Regions from separate parts of the Arachis hypogaea genome. Here regions 1 and 3 are each linked to region 2. Evidence: chromatin contacts called from public Hi-C data. All regions are on one chromosome and are shown on one strand. Each heading gives the region's core, a stretch centred on a gene start, on an enhancer-like site or on the middle of the called end of the contact. The rest is flanking DNA. Distances are from core to core; before and after follow the strand shown. Region 1 holds the start of LOC112744036 (SPX domain-containing membrane protein At4g22990). Region 2 has its middle 9.1 kb from the start of LOC112744035. Region 3 holds the start of LOC112744039 (ATPase GET3A).

The links. Hi-C and Micro-C count contacts between places; a contact is called where the count stands out from the background.
Region 1: a Hi-C map of an unstated tissue shows a contact between it and region 2, with 4 times the contacts expected there. The contact joins the promoter of LOC112744036 here to the enhancer-like site in region 2. A contact is called at or near these places in 2 of 8 Hi-C or Micro-C datasets (leaf and an unstated tissue).
Region 3: a Hi-C map of an unstated tissue shows a contact between it and region 2, with 5 times the contacts expected there. The contact joins the promoter of LOC112744039 here to the enhancer-like site in region 2. A contact is called at or near these places in 2 of 8 Hi-C or Micro-C datasets (leaf and an unstated tissue).

Annotation. Positions count from the first base shown.
Region 1 is chr14:126,401,966-126,406,037 of arahy.Tifrunner.gnm2.J5K5, forward strand. LOC112744036 (SPX domain-containing membrane protein At4g22990) reads left to right here and starts at 2,163. Exons shown (of 12, transcript XM_072214874.1): 1 at 2,163-2,385.
Region 2 is chr14:126,319,995-126,323,697 of arahy.Tifrunner.gnm2.J5K5, forward strand. No RefSeq gene overlaps it. Among protein-coding and RNA genes, the nearest start is that of LOC112744035, 9.1 kb to the left of the region's middle. Within about 2 kb of position 2,302, at least 3 of the 3 cell types and tissues checked have open chromatin away from gene starts, as enhancers often do.
Region 3 is chr14:126,446,368-126,449,967 of arahy.Tifrunner.gnm2.J5K5, forward strand. LOC112744039 (ATPase GET3A) reads left to right here and starts at 2,321. Exons shown (of 7, transcript XM_025793505.3): 1 at 2,321-2,782. The coding sequence starts at 2,522.

The DNA of each region.
Region 1 (4,072 bases), core at 913-3,412, 82 kb after region 2:
TTCTTCTAATTTTTCTTCAATATTCATAATTTCAATGGTGGTTTTACTTTTAATTCTGCTATGTTGATTATATTTTGAAAATTTTCTTCTTTGGGATTCTCTTTCTGAAAGTATTTATTTAATATCTGTTTGATTTCGTTTATATTAGGTTCCTCTTTTTCCTTATTTCTTTGAAATTTTATGGATACTAAAATTTCTTCAAGCATATCTACTATAGAATTTAATTGTGGGTTAAAAGTATGATAAAGATGTGGGGAATTATTTCCATGGTAGCATTTTTTAGAAATTTCATGTGAAATATAGGTTTTTTCAGGTTTTTGAAGTCCTTCAATAAAATTTATAGTAAAATAAAGATTTTGAGAAAAATCATTTTGTATTGATTTTAGGAATTCGGTGTCATTACAATTAACATTAGTTAAAATCATTAACTTTTGATCTATTAATTTTGATAGTTTAATAATTTCTTCTCTTAAATCTTTTAATTTACTTTTTTCCATTAGGTAACGTTTTTTCTTATTAAAAGGCTACGGTTTTAAGTGTGTTGTAGTGAAAAGTGTGGTTTTTAGAATGTATGGCTTAGATTTTGCCACGTAGGTGTCTTTAGAAAAAGTTGTTTTTGTGATGTTTATGTGAGTGGTGGCTTTATTGAAATGATATATTAACATACCTTTTAATATGATGTATTCAAATTCAAATTTTAATAATATTAAATAATAGATAAAAACCCTTAAAAATGTTGATCCTCCCGTTAGGCCACAGTTACTTCGAAGAAAAGAAAAAAACCATCATTATGTGCTCATAAAAAAAAATGTGAACACTATGTGAAATGAGACAATTTAATTTGCATGGCTTATAATAATACTTTCTTTACTACCACACTTGGAGTTGGGCACTTCCATGTGGCAACATTATTTTCATTGAGGAATCAAATCAATGCAACACATCACCCTTCACATATCCCTTAGTGACCCACATTTATAGTTAAAGAATGCTAAAACAAAGAAATTGTGGCGAAAAAGGGAGACCATGTATATTATTCAATACCGTGATATGAATAAAGTTGAATATTCTATTTGTGGACCATACAAATTATAGATAGAAAAACAGCACTAGCATGTGAAATAGGTACAGTAGATAGGACACATTGGTGTTCTGTCACTAATTGACCTACAATGCTTAGATTTTGTTGTGTCCTTATATTAGAGTTTAGGTGAATTCTAGTGTTTTTATTGAGATATTTACGTTGTCTAATTTATTTTTATAAATAAAAAATAAAATATATAAAATAAAAATAAAAAATATTTAAAATTTATTAAATATTGTTTATTTATTTTTTTAATAAATTAAGCACAATATTATTAAGTACCACTATAGCATTCACCTAGATTTTATTCAATTTTAGGGCATTATATTCCATTACAATATATATTGTAGATGTTGACACCTGACACTTTCTTTAGCTTTAGGTTGTCTACAAGTTAATTTGGGGATTTTTTTTAATTATTATTTCTTTTTCTTTCCAGCTTTTTATAAACATTTTTCATATACATTGTGCTTATATTATTCAAATTAAAATAATATAACTATATTATGAGTTTATTTTTTCATACAATAAAAAGTGTACATTTTAGGGTTTACTTTTCTACACCATAAAATACTATAATAAATATAAAATATTTATTTTAATGTCTTCTAATCACACTAAATCGTAGCATCTTTTCCCAATTATTTTATTTGAGTAAATTAATTACCCTAATGTTTCGATTAAACTATTTAATTATATCCATGCAAAATACATATAAATTAAATTCCTATAGGCTATAGTATACTATGCTAGCTAATAATACAATCATAATGAAACTCATAGAGGGAAAGGACACCGTTGTTAATTTTCAACAATTTTATAATTAAAGCAACTAATAAACTGCATGTCCTAATCTTTTTAAAGTTACTTTTGAACTTGGGACAAAACTTGGCCACTACTGATTTTGAAATCGAAAAAACAAAAAGAAAAAAAAAGCAGGAAAAAGAAAAAGGAAGGTTAGTTTAGTAATCTATTCTATACAAAAATCAAAAATCATCAAACATATCATAATTGTTATTTAATTGTTCTAACTTCTAACCATTCTCTATAAAAGCGATGGAGGTTTTGTATAGCATGTAGATGTGACCCTCTCTCTCTCTCTCTCTCTCTCTCTCTCTCTCTCTCTCTCTCTCTCTCTCTCTCTCTCTCTCTCTCTCTCTCTCTCTCTCTCTCTCTAACTTGCTATATTCGAGGAGCTTCTACCATGTTTGCCAGCATTATAAATGCATGCATTTTGTAGTGTATGTACACTTTCATGGATTATGGAATTATGCTAACTACTTCAATGTTCATCTATCCTTGTAAGTCCAACTCCAAGTACCGAATCATATTATTAATTGCATTACATTACATACATACATATTTGAGTGATTTTTTTTTTTTTAAGAATAGTCCTGCTATCCTTCTCTATATATATGAGCTAAAATTAAACTTACACCAAGTTATTATATATAAGAGGTGTATAATATCACCTGATCATATGAATAATTTTAATGTAATTTCATTTACCCTTTAACTCAGCATGACTGTTGTAGTGTGAAACACATGTATATGTATCTACGTATATTTAGTCTCTCCCATATCTAATATAGAGAAAGTTTAGGAGCCTAGCATTTTTATTAAAATTTAGTGAATAATTAATTATTAAAAAAAATAATAATTTTATATTATTAGATATAATCTTACATCATTAAAAATATTAATAATTATTAAGTAATATCTATAAATCATAAAAATTGTTGGTCCTCTAACACTCCTTATTAATATATAATAATAAAAATAAAAAATATTATTTATACACTAAAATTAGCTATCAATATATTTATATATAAATATATGTAATTTAATTTATTTATATATTTATATTTCAACATATATTTTATACTAATATAACTGACTTTAATAATTAATTTTAGTGTATATAAAGCATAATTCAATAAAAATTTATATAATTATCTTTATGTAAATTAAATTATATAATAATTTTTAACTATTAATTTTATAATGGTGAATTGTCACCTTATGTGGTTTTCTAATATTCCTTTAATTCGTTCTTATCTATAAGATATCATGACCTTTTTTGGGGTACATTAAGTGACATGACTTTAATAGACAGAAAGTTGATTTCCAAACACATAATATTATATCCGATGCACGAGTAATTTCCTTCATCTAGATTATCATTTCTAATTTACTTTAATTTATCATTACTGCTAGAGTAATTCTGTAATTGGACCCACATTGTATGCAATGAGATATGATTATTGATGTAATTAATAAATGGATCTTACTATCTTTTGGATGAGTAAAGGAGTGTATAGTGAAAAATTATATTTTATAACAATAATTAAAAAGAAAAAATTAAAAAAAATTGTTTTCGCAGTTTAGTATTGTTGCTTTAAGGAAGTTAGTTATATTTAATAAATATTATATTTAAAAATATAACAGTTATTTTTTTACAAAACAAAAAATAAAAGTTATTTTCAGTAATAGATATAGTAAGAGAATTTTTTTATCTTTCCAATTCATTAACATGTAATAAGCTTATATTAATTTTCTTAATTAAAAAAACTAGTCTTAAAACGTCTTCATATGTACTTTAAAAACATCTTCAATTTTTAAAACAAAAAATATAAATACATAATTTTTTATTTATTAAATACAAAATAACTTATAAAATCAAGCATTACTATATTTATGAAGGTAAACCCATTTGTATCATTTTCTTTTAAGTGTAACCTTTTCTTATTCGAATCTTACATATTGCAAAATGCTTGTACTTTCCATATTAAATACAAAATATTAATTTATATAAGTAGAAATACTTGTCCAATAAATGTTTTCAGCCCAAAGTCCAATTTATTAAATTCTTGATAATAAAATCTGAATAATTCTACGGATATATAATTTGTTATGAATAATGTAGATTCTGTATGTGTGGCATTGGAAATTGATGTATGACGTAAATTAACGGTAAGATTTGTCTAA
Region 2 (3,703 bases), core at 1,052-3,551:
AATTCCACGGGTTTAATAGCTACCATCAACCACCAAATAAATATTCTTTGAACAATCCAAGAACATCATCACCATTTTAATTCACTTTTAAAGGATGGCAAAACAAGTTAAATTCGTTGGGCTAACCCGCCGAACCCGATAAAAAAGATGGGACGGACTAGGATTTGGAACCCGTTAAATTAAAAAAATCCGTTAAACTTGTATCGCCAAATTGGCAGGTTTTGGCGTCGAGCCAAATATTTTTATTTTTATTATTAAATAAAAAAGTGATTACTACTATAAAATTAATAATTATATAATTTTTAAATATATGCTCAAATTATAATTTCATATATATGCTCTATTTATATGACTTACTTTTTAAAATAAAGATGGTTCTATTGACAAATATTATTTTGAACAATTTTATTGAAATTAAAAATAAAAAAATAGTAAAAAAATTTATATTATAATTCATTAATTTGACTATTTTTTATTTGTATTTAATTTTTTAATTATTATTTTTTGTTAATTTTAATGAATTTTATTTTACAAAAAAAAGTCAAGCGGCTAGTCTGTCGGCCCGCCAATCCGCCATAGAGTGAAAAGGACTAGCATTTTGAACCCACCTTAGTTGGCGGGGCAGCCCGCCCCGTTTATGGTGCGGGCCTAGTCGGGGAGGAGCGAGTTGGGGTGGGCCGGCCCGCTTAGCCACCCCTTAAGTACAACAACTATAGAAACCACAACGAAACATTCTTACCATCAGGAACTGATCTTCAGTACTAGAAATGCTTTAGTGTTTATCTTCTCCCATACATGCATTGGCTGCATCAAGCTCCTAGATTGGAAACCATAACTTCAGCTATTTGGGGATCTAACTTTTTGGAAACTCTGTTTGAAACGTTGGGATAAAAGCCATCACCGTATACATCACCGTCGATGCCTTTTGTACCTGACTCAGTCGAATGTCCCCAAACCCATTTGAAATCATCTCCATCACTCGCTACATTCTCCTCGACGACCCCTTCATCCTGGAATGGTGTATACATCGAATTGTTACAATATTTATCCGGATCTTCCTCTAATAACGACACCTAAAGAATGGCGATGAGATGGAGGTTGCAACTTCCTCACTGCCACGGTCGAAGCAACATTCTGGTCTTCTTCAACAGAGCTGAGGGTTAGGGAAGTTAGGGCTTTTGCTTCAATGGAAACTGCCAAAAACACTTGCAAAATCTTTATCTTTCTAGGTTCAAAAAATATAGCCTCATGGCCATTTAAAAAATAAGATCTCTTACAAAAATATCTGCTGGGCCAACCCACCCAATCTCAATGATAACGCCAGTCAAGATATTGGATAACAAATGTAAAATATAAAAAATAACTTCTTCAATTATTATATAATTTGTGGCAACACTTATAATACACAGAAACTACAGGGATCAATTACAATTACATTATTAACCCAAAAATTTGTTGCAGAATGTGTCAGCATAGTACAGGCGTTTGAGATGCCTCATTTAATAAGGCGCTTCCTAAAACTCATCAAAGAACAAGGCATCCTAAACGCCTTATTTAAACAGGCGCAGGTTAAAACTCACCATATGATACCTCCGAACTACCTATGCACACTATCTGCTCACAATATTCTATAGAATTTTCTTACTTTAACTTATATATATCACACTTTCTATCACACCTTCTATTTACCTACACCACAACTATATATCTCATTAACAAAAAAAACATATAAGCTAGTAGCTAGTTTAGAAAAAGTAAGGTGTGCTAGATCCAACATAAATTCTTGCCCGGTCCTCAATAGATTTAGGTATTTAAAATAGATAATTCAGTAAAATATTAAAATTAGATCTGATTATACGAAAATTCGCTTGACCAATATACATATCTATATAAAAAGATATTTTCATAAATATTTTTAAAAAATACCTCTAACTTTTTCAAATTAAAAGTATAGATACATAATTTTTTATTTATTAAAAAAAATCAAATACCTCTCCATAAAATTTACCAAACCTATCCTAAGTGATATCAAGCCTAAGGTTGATGAAAAGCTCATCAATGGACATGAAATTTTTTTTTGGGGGTTGTATAACGGGGCTAAAAGCCCAAAATTACAGGTACAATGGATCGGGGCTAACAAATCCGGATCCATTGATCAATGGATATGAATATATGGATATAAATCATATAATAGAAAACAGAAAGGGGGGGGGGGGGGGGGGGGGCTAAGGGACATGGTAACACTTCTAGTTCTGATAAAGATTGACTCATAAAAAATTGGGCCACCCATATACTAAGTTAAGTGATCCATTTATTTCTACTGATTTTTATTGCCATATTCTTGAAATAGATCCACTCCCCCTGACCCAAAAACATTAGCTTCACTCCTCTTTTCATATGTATATCTTAATAAAAAAACAAATCAACATCTTCATAAATAAAATGTAAAGAAATCCTAGCTAAGCTTTGGATTTTTCCACAGCACAACTATAAGGTTTTTTTACCCATCGCAAAATGTCTCTCATCAATTGGGGGAATAAAGAGAAAAAAATATAAAAATAAAAAGAAAGTGCGTGCAATATCCACAAAATGATGATATTTTGCAGTTTTCTTTTCTTTTCAATCTATTTTTCTTTCCTATTCTCCAAAGTCCAATCTAAATATTTATTATTAGCTCATTGGTCATTGGATATCTGAGTTAGCTTTTGATTTCTTCTAATTTGTCTAGTACATATGAACTTTGCAATATATTTTGATATCTATAACTAAAGATACATCTAATAATAAGATACAAAAATAATGTGAAATTCCATCAATTATGAAAAATTACAATTAAAACCAACTCAAGCTCAAATTTCATAAAAATATGTATAGTGTTAATTAAGTGCAAAAGTAGAGACCTTAGAGACTAAGTGTGAACATTCATCAATGTATCAAAATATTATTTTTCAATGAAGACTTTTTCTTTAAAAAATAAAATAAAAATCATAAGCTTTTTTTTTCTAAAATTAATATTAGTTATACACAAAAAATAATTATCTTGTACCTTAATATTATATATCTATATATAATGAAAGAACATAGCTAAAACATAATTAAATAGAAAAAAATTTATCGTCTCTTAATTAAGTATTGAGAGTTAATTCTTAAGATAAATATTCTTGTGAAAAGAAAAAAAAAAGACAAGAATATAAGAAGTGTAAATTAAAGCTATTGTCCTTTTTCTTTCAACACACTTATCAATTTATACTATTAATTTTTCAGTTGTATTCCTACATGATGGTAATTAATTTATATGTTAGTAATTTTTTTATGTCTATTGTCTTCCAAGTTGTCTAATGTTGTTAGATAACACCTCTAGAATATAATTAGCAATCCTTCCAACCACGATTTTCTATTTATTCGTTTGACCTAATTTTGTTCATTAGTGATCTTAGTTTGTTGTTAATTTAGAGAATTGGAGTGTAATTATTAGAAAGTATGATTTTAAAATTTGATTTTTTTATACAAGAAAAAATTGAAAAATGACTTTAAAAAAAATATTTAAGAAATGATTCCTTTTAAAATCCTATTTTTTTATGTATTGTGATTTATAAAAATATATGCAATTAACTTCTTGGCTTTTCAGCTATTTAAAAAAAAAAAAATTGTTGGGTTTGGGATAGTGATGTTAGGCTTATTACCTCAAAAAGTGCAACTCCAA
Region 3 (3,600 bases), core at 1,071-3,570, 130 kb after region 2:
CAAAAGGGTCTTTACTTAAACCTCTTAATCACAAAAATACATATATATTCAAATAGCAATATATACATAGACTTATTCAAATAATCTCAATTATAAGTCCTCCCCCTCTAAAAATCAAAATAATAGCCAGCGATGGAAAAATAAATTCTAAAAACTCAACTTGTGAAAATCATCTTCTATGCTCCTGTAACTCCGCACTAAGCCTTCGCAGCTGTAGTGGAAAGGGTGGAGATAGGGGGTAAGAACTAGGGAGTTCTTAGTAGGGTCGGAGTTAGAAATTAAGTTCGTTTCATTATGATCTCAAAAAAGTATAATCCAACTCAACAATTAAAACATAGAATTCAATCACAAGTACACACAATCATAGAAAACACAATCACAAACAAATATGCGCAAACAAGTATGATGCATGTCTAGTCCTATACAGGTCATGAGCTCATGTGTCGGCTTGTTGCCTGATTCCCGATACTGATCTTGAGATAAGCGTTTCGTACTACCGTTCTTATCTCAGCCAACGTCCCCTCCATGAACGTTACATATCGCCGTCCTCAAGGGGAAAACTACCTTTCGGTCTCCAGTGAGCGTTATGCATCGCCGTACTCGTTGAGCTGTAACCTTCCTTTCAGTCTCCAATGAACGTTACGTATCCCCGTCCTTATAGTGTCAAGTGAGCGTTACGTATCGCCGTTCCCACTAAACACTTGGCACTAAGGCCCAACATCATTCAATTTCTTTTCAATATTTGCTTTCTACTCTACTGTGGTAGAGATCCCTTTAATTAATACATTTTTTCATTCCTGCCCTCTGCTCTCCTGTGGCAAAGATTCTTTAGATTATTTTAATTCTTTTGTTCTTGGTTATTTATTGAATTATATTCACTTAACTCAGCAACCTTTGTCTGAGTTTGGCTTTCAGTGTCATAACCTCTGTAAGCAACCTCTGTCTTACAGGTGCGACCATCTCCTGGAGTGGCCAATGTATCTCTGGAAAGCGAATCTCAATGGGCTCACCACCATATCTTTAATTATCTCATTTTCTTTTTATTTATTCTTTCTTTCTTTTCTTTCTTATCATTTCACAATATAATTTATCTTCACATTATTCCCTCGCATTTTCCTAAGTGTCTTATAAAAAAAAATTATAAAGTACTTTAATTAAGTCTGCATTCTCTAAAATTTTTAAGATAATTCTGTTTGCTCTTCTCTAACATATAATAATAATAATAATAATAATAATAATAGTAATAATAGTAATAATAACAATAGTAATAATAGTAATAATAATATTTATAAAAATTAATTTAAATTTCTCTATTAAAATAGTTTTTAATAGATAATTCAAGCTAATAAAATAAGTCATAATTAAATTAAACTTTAATAATCATAAAATTCTATTTAATTATTTTTGTTAAAACTAGTCTTTTTTAAAAACAAAATCTGAATATAATATAATAACTCATAAACAACTAATTATTTAATTTTAAAATTAGGGTCTTACAATTTAAATTAATTATTTGACTTCTATTATGAAATATCTAATGTCTTTTAACCAAAATTTGAATAAATAATTTAAGAAATTGAGACAGTCTTTTATTTTTATCAATTTAGACATTATTAAAAAAATGAGTAATTTTATTTAAAAAAAATTGTAACTCTTCTTTAACATTTTCGTTAAATTTATGATTAAAATATTAATAATGAATACAATGAATTTTCAAAGTAATATTTAAGAAATTTTAGTAGAATATTTTAATTGTCAACAAATTTTAATAATTAAATCAGTATTTAAATTTTTATTTATTAGATAAATTAATTCTTATATTTAATTATTCGTCTATATAAAAGAGTTAATCTAAAAATTTTAAAAAAATTTAAAAACTATTATATCTTTATCAAAGAATGATTCGTCTACATTTTTACGAGCGAGATTGAAAATATTACTTAATTCTACATTAGTTTATGAATATTTCAATAGATAAAATAATTTGTCCCAAAATTTAAAATTTGCCATACTTAAACATGGATTGATCACTTATCCAATTTGATTTTTGAGTAAATCAACAAAAATACACTCAAATTATTTTATTATTGATAAAAATATTTTTAAATTTTTTTATTAACTAAAATATTTTCAAATAATTTAAAAAATAACAAAAATATTCCGCTTTGATAAAAAATTTAGTCATTTTTAATTGCGATTTAATATTTTTATTATATTTTTAAATAATTTAAAAATATTTTATCAATAACAAAATTTAAAAATATTTTTAAGAACGGCAAGATAATTCAATTATATTTTTTTGGTTTATCCTTGATTTTTTAAATCCTAATTATTTTTAAAATTTTATTTCAATTAGTACAAAACACAATGGTCTTCTTTCTTACTCTTCTACTCCTCTTTCTCTCGACTGCGTTTTCGAATATTCCATCAAAGCCAAAAAAAAAAAAAAAAACATAAATCAGAGAAGAAAGAAAGAAAGAAAGAAAGAAAGGAGGAGAGAGAACACAGGAGCAGTGTGGCCATGGCGGATCAGCAGAGTTTGCCAGAAGGAACGGTGCAGAACATTCTAGAACAAGAAACTCTCAAATGGGTCTTCGTTGGTGGCAAAGGTGGCGTTGGCAAAACCACATGTAGCTCAATACTCTCGATTCTTCTCGCCACTGTTCGCGACTCTGTTCTCATAATCTCCACCGACCCAGCTCACAATCTCAGCGATGCTTTTCAACAGCGATTCACAAAGACTCCAACTTTGGTCAATGGCTTCACCAATCTCTATGCTATGGTACCGATTAGAGCTTCCCAATTTTAGTGCTTTATGCCTTATTCGTGTGTGGTTTTCCTTTTTCGGACTCGATTATCATGCTGTTGGGTCAAATTTCTGAAATTGAGTCGAAGCTGAATGAATCAATGGCCCTGGGAATGGGGACTTGTGTGAAGAGAATTTGCAACTTGCAAGAGGAGTTGCTTATGCTCCCTGAATTGAGATCTGTAGAAGAAAGCTTGTTGGTTTTGATTGTTTATCCAAGCAAAACACATACTTTATGTATTGTTTGTTGCTGCTGCTGTTATTTTCTATTTTGGAACTGGTGGTTTTGTGGATTTATAGTGGTTGTGCCTTTTATAGGTGTGTATGAGATATGCAATGTTCGCAATGTTCATGCTTTTTAGGTTGTTGCAGTGGTTTTCCTGTTTAGTAAAGGATTCAATTTTCACGCTTTATTGTTCAGAGAGAGATTGGTGATATAAGAAGAACATGTGAAGCTTAGTTTTGTGTATGATCTATTGTGTAGCCATGTTGTTACTTGTTAGGTTAGGTATTAATAGTTTTTTGTATGAGTGTAGAAAAGTAAAGCCTTTTTTTTTGGGGTATAGCTATGATGATTCTGTTATCATCGATGAGTCAATTATTTATCTGAATGATTAACTATTTCTCTTTTACTAATTCAGGTTACATGATTTGTCTCTCTTGGACCTTTTATTAATTACTGAGTGCTTCACACTTGAATCATTGTTTGTTTGAGTTTTTTTTGTTATCCAAAATGATCTTATTTTTATTTCATTCATCTTGGTGTTAGTTTTATCTTAATTGTTTTCCATTGT